Regions from separate parts of the Mus musculus genome. Here regions 2, 3, 4 and 5 are each linked to region 1. A link is a contact called in public HiChIP or PLAC-seq and promoter capture Hi-C data. All regions are on one chromosome and are shown on one strand. Each heading gives the region's core, a stretch centred on a gene start, on an enhancer-like site or on the middle of the called end of the contact. The rest is flanking DNA. Distances are from core to core; before and after follow the strand shown.

Region 1 (2,700 bases), core at 149-2,648:
CCTAGAGGACATGAGTTTGCTTTTCAGCATTCACAACCTTCTGTAATCCCCTCAAAGCCACACACACACATACACACACAAACATTTTAAAAACAAATCTTTAAAAGATTAAATAATATAATGCAAAGATTGCACCGGGTGTGGTGGCACATGCCTTTAATCCCAGCACTGGGGAGGCAGAGGCAGGCGGATTTCTGAGTTCGAGGCCAGCCTGGTCTACAAAGTGAGTTCCAGAACAGCCAGGGCTACAGAGAGAAACCCTATCTCAAAAAACAAAACAACAACAACAACAACAACAACAAAATTACAATATAGCTCCAGTAGAGCAAAAGGTCCAGGTTTGACACCCTTCTCAGCACTCAGCCAGAAACCCAAACACAAAGCCCAAGAAAAGGCAGGCCAAGAATGAAAGACCAACATAAAGACACGCATGGCAGAGACGAGGCTTGAGCCCAGTTCCCAGCCCTGGGGCAGCCACACCAGCACCGTAGAGCTGAGGGGTGGGAGTCAAAGCCATTTGGGAACCTCTTATTTCCTGCGGAAGACCCAGCTTCCGGCTGCTAATCTATCAGTGGCCCAGGGCACCAGCATCTACTTCTGGTGGCTCCCCCATGGCCATGAGCTCATGGCTTCCCTCAAGCTGGGAGGGTGTGCGCCTAGGAGGTCTTTATGTAGATTCTAGGTGCTATGCTAGACGCTAGAGACTTTGCTCAAGTGCAGAGTCAGGGGTCTGGTGCATAAGGGGAAGACGTTGTTCTTATCACAAGTTGAATTGTAGCCCCCTATTGTTTTCCATTCCTCACCTAAGACACTGTCGGATGGAAGTTGGGGACTGGGCTAGACAGAGACATGCTAGCACCCGGAGGTTAGCAGACCATCTGCATCTGGTGGGATTTTGGTTTCAGCCTAAGACACTCATTCTGGCATGGGGGGGGGGCATGCAGGATATGGTCCTTGGATGTGGCCACTGGCAAGCTTTCTGTGTAGGTCAGGAGTGCATTTGTGCCTCGGCAGAGAGCTGGCTTCCCTAATCCTGTTCATGTAGCACATATGGGTGCTGCACAGAGGACCCACGGCGGTGCACCGCGTCCATCACTGGGACCTGTCACTCAGGGTCGAATGCATTCAGAGGGGATGGGGAGGGCAGGAACCCCCGGCCCTAGGGTGAGCGCAGCGGCAACCTAAATCTGTCTCTGGGGGCCTGGGGATGAGACCCGAAGGGAGGGCCGGGCCGCCGCTCACCTGCGCTCATTTCGGCTCCTCGCGCTCATCGCCGGCCGCTGTGGCCCGCGGCCTGGGCTCGGCGTGCGAGGCCCCGGGGCACGGTCGGGGGGCGCCGGTTGCGGCGATCCGCGGAGGGGCCGGGCTGGGCAGCACCTGCAAGACGCGACGGCGACTGGAACTGTGCCGCAGTCTGCGGCCGTCAAGCCCCGCCCCTCCACGGCGCCTGCGTCCGTCGCTGCCGCGCGGGCTGCCGGGACTTGTAGTTCCCAGTCTGGCCTCTGTCCGGAGCTCGCTGAGATCTTGATGCTGTGGGCAGCGTGGGTGGAGGCGCGAGTCGGGGGATGGGGAGAGGAGGGAAGAGATGGGAAGCAAGGGAATGTGGACGGGACAGTCCCCAGACAAAAGAGATAGACGGAAAAGGACAGGCTGCGAGACAGGTAGGCAGACATACAGGCAGACAGAGGGCGATGCTGGGAAGACACAAGTGGACCGGCTTGACAGAAAGGGGCGGGGGGGGGGGCACCAGGCAGACAACAGACAAAGAGGTAGAGAGGTGACAGACAAACAAACAGAAAGGAACGTTGGGACACCCCATTGGAACAGCCTCCATATAGAACAACAATAATACAGGAAACAGGCGGACAGACAAACATCAAATAGGCAGGCAGAGTGGGAGGGAGAGGTTGGAAGACACAGGTGGGACAGTCTCCAGACAGAACAGACAAACGGAAAACCGATATGCTGGGAGACAGGACAGACAAAAAGACAGGCACACGGATAGGCTGCTGGCAGACAAACAGGGGGGCCATACTGGGAGACAGAGGTGGAAGAGGAGAAAGTGTCCTGTCCGCGACCACAGCCTCAGGCGCACCCCTCAGCACTGCACCTTACGCGTGCAGGTTCAAGCCTGCCCCTGTCTCTTCCAGGCTGTGTGACTGTAGATGTGTAAGCTAACCTCCCTGGGTCTCCTTTTCTTCAAAACAAAACAAAACAGCACTATTAATTCTAATTGTGTGTGTGTGTGTGTGTGTGTGTGTGTGTGTGTGTGTGTGTGTGTGTGTGTGTGTGGTGGTGGTGGTGGTGCATGTATGCACAATAGCACATCAGAGAACAGTCTTCAAGAGTCAGTCATATTCTTTCTGTGGGTGCCTAGGAATTGACCTTAAGTCCCCAGCAAACACCTTTACCCCCTGAGCCATATTACTGGGTTTGGACCTATTTTTTTTTTTTAAATTTTATTTCTTTTCACGTGCCTTGGTGTTTGACTGCATGCGTGTCTGTGTGAGGGTGTTGGATCCTCTGGAACTGGCGTTACAGGCAGCTATGAGCTGCCATGTGGGTGCTGGGAATTGAACCCAGGATCTTTGGAAGAGCCACTCATGCTCTTTTTTTTTTTTTTTTTTTGGTTTTTCGATACAGGGTTTCTCTGTATCTTCTTGGCTGTCCTGGAACTCACTTTGTAGACCAGGCTGGCCT
Region 2 (2,700 bases), core at 77-2,576, 320 kb after region 1:
CATCACCACTACCACTATCATCACCAACATCAGAGTCACCATTGTCAGGTTTTCTTCCTAACAGGCCAGTGTAACTCCCTGGGGCTACTGGGAACTGCAGTCTCTGTCAGGACTCAGCTAGGCTTCGGTGTCTACAGAACCCCTGGAAAGAGAGGAGGAGGATCAAATGCATGTTTTTCTGTTCGCTTTGCGTTTTAGTGACAGCGTCTCCACAAGTGGAACTTACCATGCAGCCTAGGGCTGGCTTCTGACTCCCAGAGATCTTCCTGCCTCAGTATCCCCAAGGCTGCGATGATAAGTGATCACATTCAGATACATGTATATTTATTTTAGGCAAGCAAGGGCAGGCCAGATGTAGCCCTAGGATTGCAGTTGCCTGTCCCTGATCTAACACCTCAGGCTCTGGAGTCTCGGTGGAGGGCACAGAACTGCTTTGGTCTTTTACTATGAGCTCAGTCATGCTCACCGCCATGGATCTGCATGGATTTGGTGCGAGAGGGTGGGGCTACCTTTGTGTCTCCAGCTGGGCTTTCCTGGGGCTCAAGGAGTAGGCGGAGCAACTGTGATCAATGGACTTTCCTGATGTTCAGATGCCTGTGTTCTTGACGAGCAAGCGAGATGTTGGTCAAATCTGTGCTCATCCACACCGACAGCGAGGAAGATGACTTTGGCAAAGCCATTCCCCTATCCTGCATCACCAAAGACACACTCTGTGACCTGAGCTGCTGTCCCTAGGAGCCAGAAGCCCGTGGTGGTGACCCTGTTCCTAGTGCTATCATTCAGAGGCTATTATTATTACTATTATTATGCCTGCAGTTTAACAAGCAGATAACTGAGACTCAGAGAGACCAGACCGCTTGTCTGAGGCCACACAGCTGTCACTTAGCTGTCCTGGAGAAGATCTTTCCTCCTGGCCCTTCCCATCTTACCTGGTTAAAGGATCTAGATCATATAGGGCCCCACCCATCCCGGAGTCCTGTCTTGAGCCCCATCCTACCAGGGGACAGCAGATCCCCTGGGCTCAGCACTCCTTGAAAACCCATCTTTGTTTTTTTTTTTTTTTTTTTTTTTTCTCCTTTCTACCCTGGCTAACTCCCTGGGCCTCCCGGGCTGGGCTGAGGGATATATGCCCAGCCAGGTTGGGACTGACTCAGCCTAACCCTTCCTGGTGGTAGAGGCCAGGGCCCCCTCCAGTCCTCCAGTCTTCCGCCTTCACCCTCTGCCCGCCTCCGTGTCCAATGCACCGGCCCAGCAGGTCTGGCGGGTTAATGACTCATACAGCTGGGTTGTCAGCAAGCCCAGCCAAGCCTGGCTCAGGAGCCCGAGTGTGTCAGACCTGAGGCTCCTGCTCAGTCCACCAGCAGCTTCCCCACCAGATGCTTGCCCGCTGGTGGCGCCTGCCCCGGTCACTGGCATCTTCTCCCCTGAGGACCACAGTTGGACTGTGCGCAATCCAGGTCGGTCAGTCTCTCCCAGTTAAGCCCTCTTCGTTCTTTGCAGAGTTGGAAGAGGTTCTTTGAATGTGATGGAGGTAGTGAGGGTCTCCTGCGTTGACACCTTTGGGCTCTGGGGTTCCCGGCTCTCCCTGAGATGACAAGGAGGCTTGGGGGCTAACGAGGACGATGTGGGAGGAGGGACATGGAAGGATCCAGGAGCACAGGTGTGTGGTGGGAGTTCCCTACCCTATTTTTAGGCTTACGGAGGTTGAGAAGGCTTTCTGTGGCTTCAGAATATCGTTATAGTTGGAAAATTGAGGCTCCGAACCCCCGGAGAATGCTGAGGTGGCACAGTGGCTGGACACTAGTGATCCACTCTCGGTCTTCCTTGCTGCTCCATGGCTGCCTGCTTGTTTCTCCCGTGTTCATACCCTGGTGGCCTCCTCTGCCAGTCCTGTCCCTTCCCATCCCTGCCTTTCCCATCTAAAGGGAGGGACTACAGTTTATACAGCTTCCTTGGCAGAGATTGTACCCGTTTGTGGTTGGGTGGCATTTTAAAGGTCACTAGGCAGCCTTGCCCTGCGTCTCTGACAGGTTGCTTTTTAGCCATAGCTTGACTGCCTCTGGTGATGGACGGCTCACTGGTTTCAAAGGATCTATTTCATTGTTTGGTCAACATCTGGCCAATGATAACATAATGAACTCAACTGGGTCCCCGTTTCATGCTTTCATTTGGCTAGCACAGTGCAGTGCCTGTGTGACGAGCTTAATCTTTCAGTAACCCCAATGAGTCCGTGCTATTCTGATCACAGGCCTAGAGGGGCGAAGTAGCCCCTCTCATGGATGGAGAAAAGGGGAGCTGGGGTTTAAGGAGGAGGCAGGGTGGGCGTGGCAGAGGACAAGAGGAGCCTCGATCCTAAGTCAGCTTCTTCTTTCCCATTATTACCATGTCCCCCGCCTCCTCTTGCTTTCTGTGGAGGGACTCTGGTGATCAATGAGGCAGCGTCTCACCAAGGTACTTGACAGTTTACAAAGTTATCTATGTTACTGGCCCCCTAGGGCACTCACAACAGCCTGGCTAACTGGACAGGGCGGGAACAACCACCCCCGTGGTGGTGACTGACCCTGTAGTTATGGGACCAAGGCCTATCGAGGTCAGGCATCCTGCCTGAGGCCACATGGCTATGAGACAGCAAGGATTCAAGGGTCTCTCCTTTCCCTGGGAGAAGACCTCCTCATCTCTACAGGTTTTGGTCTGGAGGAC
Region 3 (2,700 bases), core at 89-2,588, 300 kb after region 1:
AGCCCTGGCTGTCCTGGAACTCACTCTGTAGACCAGGCTGGCCTCGAACTCAGAAATCTGCCAGCCTCTGCCTCCCAAGTGCTGGGATTAAAGGCGTGCGCCACCACTGCCCAGCACATATACACACTCTTACACACTCGTGCAGACAGACGCACAGAGACATACATACGTACACACCCATGCACAGACACACACAGACACATGCACACACAGAGACACATGCATACACACACAGCCGGGCCATCCTCTCTGGCACGATCACCCTCTGTGCTGTGTAAATGGAACTGATGTTCTCTGAAGAGGCTACATTTGTCTTTGAGGATCTGCAGCTCTCTTGACCTTGGCTGTGTAGAACATGACACTTCCAGAGAGATGAAGGGTGTAGGTCACGAGTGCATCATCCCAGTTGTCTTCAGTCTCCCGTAGTAACCATTTTCGATCCACCTCTTGTATGACCTGACATCCTCTTGACTTTTAGAAGACATTCTTGACACACAAGGATGCAGCTTCCATCAACCCTTAAGCTAAGACTTTGATTCGATAGGTTTTTGAAAGCAGGGAGCTGTGCTTGCCTGCAGCCTTCAGGAAGCCAATGCTTCGGCCTGGCACTTTATAAAGCAGGAATCGACACACACACCTGCAATCTCATCTTGGAAGGTGGAGGCAGGAGGATCAGAAATTCTACAGCATCTTTGGTCACACGGAGCGTGTAAGGCTAGTCTGGATTATGTCTCAAAACCAGGGAACCAGTCATGGTTGCCCGGGACTTTAATCCGGGCACTCAGAGGCAGGTGGATTTCTGTGAGTTCAGCTCAGCATTTCCTTCAGCTGCTATGGTTTGTCTACCTGAAGGCACGGCCAATGCATTCTAGTTTTGCTTTGGGACAGGGTTTCATGTATCTCAGGCTGGTTTAGAACTCACGACCCAGGTGAGGGTGACCTTGAACTGATCCTTCGGTTTTCTGAGCAATAGCATGGCAGGCACGCCCACATGCAGTGCTGGGGACTGAACCTCTGGCTTTGTGTACTAGGTGAGCGGTTGAGCCACATCCCACTCCCCCATCCCCCACCCCCTCTATAATGTGCAATGATTCACGACTTGCCTTTTGTCCTGTGACTATACAGGCCAACGTCACCTTCCCAAGTGTCATTTCCCAGTCCTTTGCACTAACTTGAACTTGAACCTACTACTGGTCCAGAGAATGGAATCTGTGGCTCGGGGTGGGGTGGAGGCGGGTCATTCACTTTCCCTAAGGGCCATTCCTAGGACAGTGGGGTCCTGGGAAGAGACAGGCAGAAGGAATTACTGAGATACTATGGTCTCCTCCCAGAAGCCCTGTCCCTAGTGGGGAAGCCCATTTATTGCAGCCACTTAATCTGGTAAATTTGTTTATTTAGCAAGCGTAAGTTTATCCTTTCTCCTATCTCTTTTTTAAGCCAGGTTTTGGGGGTTCCCTCTGACATTCCGGCCTTCCTTACACTTTCTCCAAAGCCTCCCTTGGCACCATGTGGCCGCTTGCTAGCCACGTGTCTGACTTCCGTCCCAGCTTAAATGGCATGGTCCCAGTTCCCTTTCTGTGCTCTCCTCCTCTGGGCAGCTGCGGAGGTTTACAGCCTGCCCGCCCTGGGGGTTTTCTTTTAGACTCTAATAAAATTGTCCTTGTGTCTCCAATTGAGTTCATTCTTAAATCCGTTTATTAATGAAGCTAGGAACCCCAGGAGGGACCCCCTCAGTTTCCCCAGATCAGTTTGGGCAGAGCTGCTGTTTGACATGAGCAACCGCAGCTGGCTCAGCGCTAGCCCCGGGGGGGGGGGCCCCCACCTCACAGATGTCAGCAGTTCCTCCTTCCTTTCAGCTGGAAAACCCGAAAATATCTCCTGACATTGACAGATGTTCTGTGGGGGGCAATCACAGCCCCCCTCCCTTCCTGATGGAGAACCACGAAACGGCTGGAAAAAATGACCTTCCACTGTGGTACAGGAGCTGGCGCTCCGGCTGGGGCCCCTCTGGGGGTCAGAACCAGATGTTCTGCTTTGATCCTGACAATCTAACAGACTGTGTGGCCATGTGTTTCCTATCTGCTGGGGGCCCAGAGACCTCATTGTTCTGGGGCGGGGCCTGAAGTCTGTGGGAATTACCAGGCTCCCTGTGGGACGGTAGAGGGAAGAACATGTCAGTGATGTCTTGGTTAATGAAGAAACATGCCATTCTGTGAAAGGGGAAAAAAAAGAGAGAGAGAGACAAGTTGGTATTAGGGGTGCGTGCCGGTGGTGGTCCCTCCTCTTGGGAGGTGGAGGCAGGGGGATTTCAAGTTGAAGACTAGCCTGGGCTACCTATTGAGACCTTGACTCAAATAAGTAGGTAAATCAGCAAGGTGTTAGTGAGCTCAGCAGTCAGGGACAAGGACACGCACTGCTGCTGTCCCTGGGGGGTGGGGGTGGGGTAGCTCACAATGATCTGATCTGTGCAGCCAGATCCAGGGAGTTGACACGTCTGGCCTCTGTGGGGACATGCACGGACTAAAGCGTCTGCCTCCTGCTCGAGATCTGATTCTAGGCACCCACGGAGGAGCCCGCTGAGCCTTTAGGCTTAGCATTGGAGAGACAAGAGACTGGGGATCCCTGGAGCTCCCTGAAGAGATGGACTCTGTGTTCAGTGAGAGAACGTGTCTCAAAAAGTAAGAGGAGGGGCTGGTGAGA
Region 4 (2,700 bases), core at 191-2,690, 260 kb before region 1:
CAGTCGGCTCGGAGGCAGCTCCACGAAGGACAGGCTCTCCTGCTGGCACACAGCTACTGGGCGACGGGCGGTGCCAGGTGGTCCAGCCAAGTGAGGCTGGAGGGTTGCAGGTGGCCCACAGTCCATTCCTTCTTTACTCTGTCACCCTCCTGGGCCTGCAGGAGAGAAGGTGTCAGACCCAGATATAGTACGACAGGGAGGGACAGTGAGCCACCATGTCCTGGAGGCCCGCACAGACCCTCATGCACACATGTGCACAGGACACAGATACACTCACATGTCTGTTTAATAAACGCCAGTAGGAATCACCAGCACTTAGCAGATGAGGAAGCACCCACATAGCATCTCATTTAATCTCCATCGACTGACTTAAGGAACTGACGCCTGTAGGTGAGAGAGCCAAATGGCAGAGCCAGGATTCTCACACAGGTGTCACGGCTTCCAAAGCTGCGTTCTTAGCCACCTAGGAAATTCTCTCACATGTGGACATGTGACCAGACATACAGATAACATACACTGTCACACGAATTCATGCTCCAGCACACAGACCCACATTTTCTTCTGGCAAACATAGTTTCACAGATAACTTGAAACATGTCAAACTCCAGTACCCGGTATACAGTCACCAGTCACATCCTTTTTGTTTTTTTTGGTTTGGTTTAGTTTGTTACACAAGCTTAGATTTTTCTCTTACTCTCTCTCTCTCTCTCTCTCTCTCTCGCTCTCTCTCTCTCTCTCTCTCACACACACACACACACACACACACACACAAGTTCCAGGCATGTACGCACATTCCAGGATGCAGATACACACAGCCCCCAATGTCTCATTCTGAAGTTATCCAACCCCTTCCATACCCAGACTTGAGGCCCTTCACGCTGAGTGATGCCTACAGCCTTGCCAAGCTGGCTGGGAGGGTCACAGACTGGCAGGAGGGCCACCACCCAGATTAGTCCCTCCCAGGAAAGAGCAGAGAGATGCCCAATCCCCAGTTTGGGGTGACTGAGGGGTTTATCCCCATTCCAGCTCCCAGACACTGGATCAAGCCAGGCAGAATGGGCCGTTTCTGGGCAGGACGCCATCCCTGGGCAGTGTGCCAGCACCCCAGGGCGGGATGGTGAGCCCAGTGGTCCAAGACCCTCAAACCTCTGCCCTGGGCCCTCTGTGGCCTCTCTCTTGCCCCTCACCTCTTCAGCTGAAGCTGCTGCCGCCTGCCTGCTCCGGCAGGGAAGCCCTGTCTCTGCCCAGCTGGCTGGGGGAGATCCCACCCAGACAAAGAGTTTGATTCATCAAACCCTGTGGTGAGGCAAAGAGAGGGAGGGAGCAGGCAGCGGGCTGGGGCTGGGCGGGGGCCTACACTTGCCTGGTTGCGCTGTGGGCAGTCTGGGCAGCGAGGACCCCTGCAGAGGCCCCTTGGCCAAAGGGGCAGTGCCCAGTCTGGCAGAAATAAGAGGGAGACCCAGAGAAATGGCGGCCTTAGAGACAACAGCTCAGGAACTGGCTCTGGAGACTCTGAAGAAGAGAAACCACAGAGGGTGAGACCCTTGAGGCCCCGGGGACAGGCTGAGGCTGAGACACCTCAAATCTCAGACTGGTCCAGATTCCCAGGCAGATGAGAAGTCCCGAAAACAAACAAACAAACAAACACAGGGAGACTGACTGGGGTGAAGAAATAATAGCTCAGTGGGGTTGCCTGGTGGAAGAGCCGAAACAAAAGCTGTTAGAATCTGAGTTGGCATGAAGCAAACCACAGGCACTAACACAGAAGGGGGCTGGGCCCAGTCCAGTCTCAGTATGCCAGGAAGGCTTCCTGGAGGAGATCCCAGCTTACTGTTGCAAGGTTCAAACCCTCAAGGACTCAGTACAAAAAGATGGAGCATTGACCCCAGGCCGGAACCAGCAACATCAGGGTGCGTCTGGTATATGAGAGTTGGGGCTCCCCACTGTACCCCAGCTTCTTCTCTCAGTTTGGGGGGGATTGAGGGAGAGGCTGGCTGTTTCTCAGGGGCTCTCTCCCAAAAAACTGCTGTACCTCACTCCCTTGTTTAGCCCTTGTCCCTTAGGTCTATAAGTACTAATCTGGGTAGCTCACTCAACCTAAAGTAGGAGAGTTGGTACCCACTTCCTGATGCTAATACAAGAATTAACAGCAATGCCTCAGGTACAGGGCACTGTGAGCCTTGTCTCTGGTAGGCGGTCCCCTGAGTGTCATCTCACTTTTTGGTGGAGGATGCCTTGGGCCAGCAGCCAGTAGTAGGAGCAAGCAGAAGGGGGGCAGAGTCAGCTCCTGTCCAGCACACAGGTCTCTTTTAGGTGTAAGTGCATACTCGGGCCTAGAATCCCCCCTCCACGCCCCCCGGAGAACAACTCCTGTCCACCATGATTTATGAAGTTAAATAAGCAAAACATCAGATCTTAAGGCAGAAGCATCTTCAGACCTCAGAGGAGAAGGCTGAAGGAGGAGCTAAGGGCTTTCAGGAAGACAGGATAAAGAGATGTGTCAGGGGTGGGCAAGCTGGTCTGCTTCCACAGTGCTCAGGCCTGGAAAGGTCATGGCTAGACAGGGGTTCCAAGCCAAGCAGAGTGTCAGGAAGAGGACATGGGAGTTGCCTGTCAAGCTGGGGCGCCAGCCCAGTAGCTTCTCAGGATGCAGACCACCCAACGCTGATGTTAGTGATTTAGGTCCAGAGCTGGGTTTAA
Region 5 (2,700 bases), core at 2-2,501, 290 kb after region 1:
AGCGGCGGGAACCTCAAAGCCCCGGCGCGAGCCGGCTGCTCCCCGCGGACTGCCCTCCCCCCTCGGGGGGAGGAAGAGACGCGGGGGTGGGGGGGAGGAGGGGGGTGGACGCACGGGGGGGAAGGAGGGACTGACAGCCCCCGCGTGGCCGCGCACACCCGGTCCCCCCCCTCCCCCGGCCCGGGACTGGCTCCCCGGAGTTCCCCCGCGCGGCGTGGGGGAGGGGCGGGGCGTGACCCCACGGCGCCCCTCCCCCCCAAAACCGCCAACCGCCCCCGCCCCACTCACGACGCGCTCCTTCGTGTGCTCGGGCTCCGTGATGATCGCGGCCGCGCCGGCCGCCTTGCCCGCCGTCGCCGGCCTGGCTGTGCGCTTGCCGCCGCCGGGGGCCCCGTCCAGCTCCGGGCCGTCCTCGTCGCCGCTGCTGCCGCCGCCGCTGCTGCTGCTGCAGCGCTCGGGCCGCTCGCGCTTCCTGCCCGCGGGGCCGCCGCGTCGCCGGGGCCCCGCGCGCGCCGTGCCGTTGCCCGAACTCGGCTCCTCCCAGGCCGCCCCCTTCTTCCTGGGCATGGTCGCCGGGCTGCGGGAGACACACGGGGCGCACAATGCACACGGGGCGGGCTGCGGGGCGGGGGAGGGGACGCGCGGCGCGGCGTGGGCCGCCCCACCTGCTGCTCCCTCGCCCCTCCCCACGCCGCGCGCCACGCGGGGACCCCCCCCTGTACCCCGGCCGGGCCCCAAGCACCTGCGAGCACGCGCGAAAAGAGGAACTTTCGTGGGGCCCCAGCCCGGCCCCCGCGGCCCGGCGCTCGCCCCGTCTGCTTTTTTTTTTTTTTTTTTTTTTTATTGATTTTGAACAATGGGATCTCTGTCTGTCTCCGATTAAACCACGTGGATCCGCCTTCCTTCCCCTTCTTATTCATTCCGTCCCCCAACCCCCCCTTCCCCAGCGTCTTTTTTTTTTTTTTTAACCTTTCTCGGGGGGGAAGGGGGAGGGAGAGGAGAAAAAAAAAGAGGAAAAAAAAAAAACTTTCCCAGACCCTGCAAACTGGTCCCAGACGGTTTCCAGCCCCTACCTGGTTGGAGTGATGAGAAACGAGGAGGGAAGCGACTGAAAGACGGGGTCGAAGGCTTCTTCTCTCCCCGGCCGGGACGAGGGCTCCAGCCCACTCACCAGATACACTTAAAATGTAAATACGAGCTTCCAGAACAAATGCTACAACACAAAACAGAAACACATGTGCGGCCGGGCGGCAAGCGAGCGCGCGCGCGGCGGGCGGCGAGGGGCCCCGGGTGCGCGCGCCCCCTACCGGCCGGAGGACCCCACCGCCCAGCCGGGCCGCCCACCCGAGCCTGCGTCCCGGACGCCCGGCGCCACGCCGCAGGCCCCGCTGGGCCCCGCCGCTTGCGCGCTCCGCACGCCCTTGCACGCAGCGCGGCCTGCGCGTCACAAGGCGTCTTCGGGGCTCGGGAGAGTGTCAGATTCTCTTGTTTTTTCCCCCTGAGCGTCTAGACAGGTCACCTGAGGACACTCGCTGGAAAATAGTTGCTTTGCTCACGCAGCAGCCAGCGAGGGACGTGCCCTAATTGAGTGATGGGAATGAAAAATGAACACAATTTGAGTAACTTTCTCCTGTGCAGACTCAGGGTAGATTTGATACGTCGTGGATGCGTCCAGAGTGTGCAGCCGGGTGCTGTTAGAATGATCAAGTTACATAAAGGTTTGGTGTAGTATGAAATTAGTAATTAGCTGGGGGACGTACTATGAAATTAGTAATTAGCATAGGTGGACTTGAAAGTACTTGTGATGGGAATTTTCTTCATTTTAAAAACGTATTTACCGCGCCTCAGTACAAGCAAGACTAGATGCAAAGGTGCTAGAAGCTTAGAATACAGACCTGGAGAACAAGATCTCTGCCCAGTTGGAAGGCGAAGTAAGAGGAAAGATTAAGAAATTACTGAAAGCATGGTACTTACCGGGTTCCAGGATCAAGGAAGGCGTTCCCTGGGAGAGCTGAGTTTTAAAATTGTAAAGAATCTGACCTGGCAGAAGTGGGAGAGGAAACCTTTCCCCTACCCCGTGGGACAGTGCAGGGTCTAGGAATCCGGGAAGAGAAGTGGCCAGAGGTGCTGGGGTCAAGGCTGAGGAGTCGACAGGGCCCCCCTCACAGGACCCGACAAGCCACGTGCACGATCGGCTTGGTTGGAACTAGGGGAAGGTTTGCATCTCAGTGTCACTTTCTCTTCTGACAAATGTTTTTCTTTGGGGTTTTGTTTCCGTCTCATGTAGCCCAGGCTGGCCTGAAACTGACCGTGTAGCCCAGGCTGACATTGAACCTGATCCTCCTACTTCTCTCTCTCTCTCTCGAGCGCCCGAGTTAACACTGAAAGTTTCTTTTTTGGCAACTTCCTTGGTTGACTAGAGAGAGTTTCTAGGGTCTTTGCAGTTCGTTCTTAATTACATCAAGAAGCGGGATGGGGGCGGGGGGAGGGTGCACAGGACCAAACGTTTGAAGGCAGGCGGAGAATCCTGGAGAACCAAATCTAAGTTATTTGATCAAAGTCACCAGCCTGGGTGGAAGCACTTATGTAAAACAACTCAGAAAATGAGCACCAACTGGTGCGTTTCAGGGATATTAGAAGCACCGTCTGAAAGCCTCTTAATAGACCTGGCATTCGAAAAGATTGAAGAGATTAAGCCGT

Evidence for each region. HiChIP or PLAC-seq counts read pairs in DNA pulled down with a chosen protein or histone mark. Capture Hi-C pulls out chosen DNA fragments and counts their contacts.
Region 2: an HNF4G HiChIP or PLAC-seq map of pancreatic cancer cells shows a contact between it and region 1. The contact joins the promoter of Arhgef10l here to the promoter of Atp13a2 in region 1. A contact is called at or near these places in 2 of 115 datasets of contacts at active chromatin or transcription factors (microglia and pancreatic cancer cells) and 1 of 9 other capture datasets (liver).
Region 3: an H3K4me3 HiChIP or PLAC-seq map of bone marrow-derived macrophages shows a contact between it and region 1, with 3 times the contacts expected there. The contact joins the enhancer-like site here to the promoter of Atp13a2 in region 1. A contact is called at or near these places in 5 of 115 datasets of contacts at active chromatin or transcription factors (acute myeloid leukemia, bone marrow-derived macrophages, microglia and 2 more) and 1 of 9 other capture datasets (liver).
Region 4: a contact with region 1 is called in a promoter capture Hi-C map of pancreatic islet. The contact joins the promoter of C630004L07Rik here to the promoter of Atp13a2 in region 1. A contact is called at or near these places in 2 of 115 datasets of contacts at active chromatin or transcription factors (embryonic stem cells and pancreatic cancer cells) and 1 of 9 other capture datasets (pancreatic islet).
Region 5: a contact with region 1 is called in an H3K4me3 HiChIP or PLAC-seq map of the SCID.adh cell line, with 13 read pairs. The contact joins the promoter of Rcc2 here to the promoter of Atp13a2 in region 1. A contact is called at or near these places in 11 of 39 promoter capture datasets (the 3T3-L1 cell line, 3T3-L1-derived adipocytes, the C10 cell line and 8 more), 2 of 484 Hi-C or Micro-C datasets (both in CD8 T cells), 14 of 115 datasets of contacts at active chromatin or transcription factors (the SCID.adh cell line, T-cell acute lymphoblastic leukemia, acute myeloid leukemia and 9 more) and 3 of 9 other capture datasets (adipose tissue, liver and pancreatic islet).

The regions. Positions count from the first base shown.
Region 1 is chr4:140,985,619-140,988,318 of GRCm38.p6, reverse strand. It overlaps Atp13a2 (ATPase type 13A2), which reads right to left and starts at 1,398. Exons shown (of 29, transcript NM_029097.3): 1 at 1,243-1,398. The coding sequence starts at 1,252.
Region 2 is chr4:140,664,513-140,667,212 of GRCm38.p6, reverse strand. It overlaps Arhgef10l (Rho guanine nucleotide exchange factor (GEF) 10-like), which reads left to right and starts at 1,326. Exons shown (of 29, transcript NM_001290803.1): 1 at 1,326-1,457.
Region 3 is chr4:140,683,594-140,686,293 of GRCm38.p6, reverse strand. It overlaps Gm13025 (a long non-coding RNA gene), which reads right to left. Exons shown (of 3, transcript XR_001784551.2): 3 at 183-2,210. Among named protein-coding and RNA genes, the nearest start is that of Gm13025, 5.2 kb to the right of the region's middle. Within about 2 kb of position 1,338, at least 126 of the 459 cell types and tissues checked have an H3K27ac peak or open chromatin away from gene starts, as enhancers often do. A contact at or near this core is called in acute myeloid leukemia, bone marrow-derived macrophages, microglia and 1 more, where this site is marked.
Region 4 is chr4:141,243,630-141,246,329 of GRCm38.p6, reverse strand. C630004L07Rik (RIKEN cDNA C630004L07 gene) reads left to right here and starts at 1,440. Exons shown (of 2, transcript NR_165245.1): 1 at 1,440-1,535. Arhgef19 (Rho guanine nucleotide exchange factor (GEF) 19) reads right to left here. Exons shown (of 18, transcript NM_001379647.1): 3 at 1,364-1,512; 4 at 1-155. The coding sequence starts at 126.
Region 5 is chr4:140,700,024-140,702,723 of GRCm38.p6, reverse strand. Rcc2 (regulator of chromosome condensation 2) reads right to left here and starts at 1,251. Exons shown (of 13, transcript NM_173867.5): 1 at 1,074-1,251; 2 at 289-577. The coding sequence starts at 567.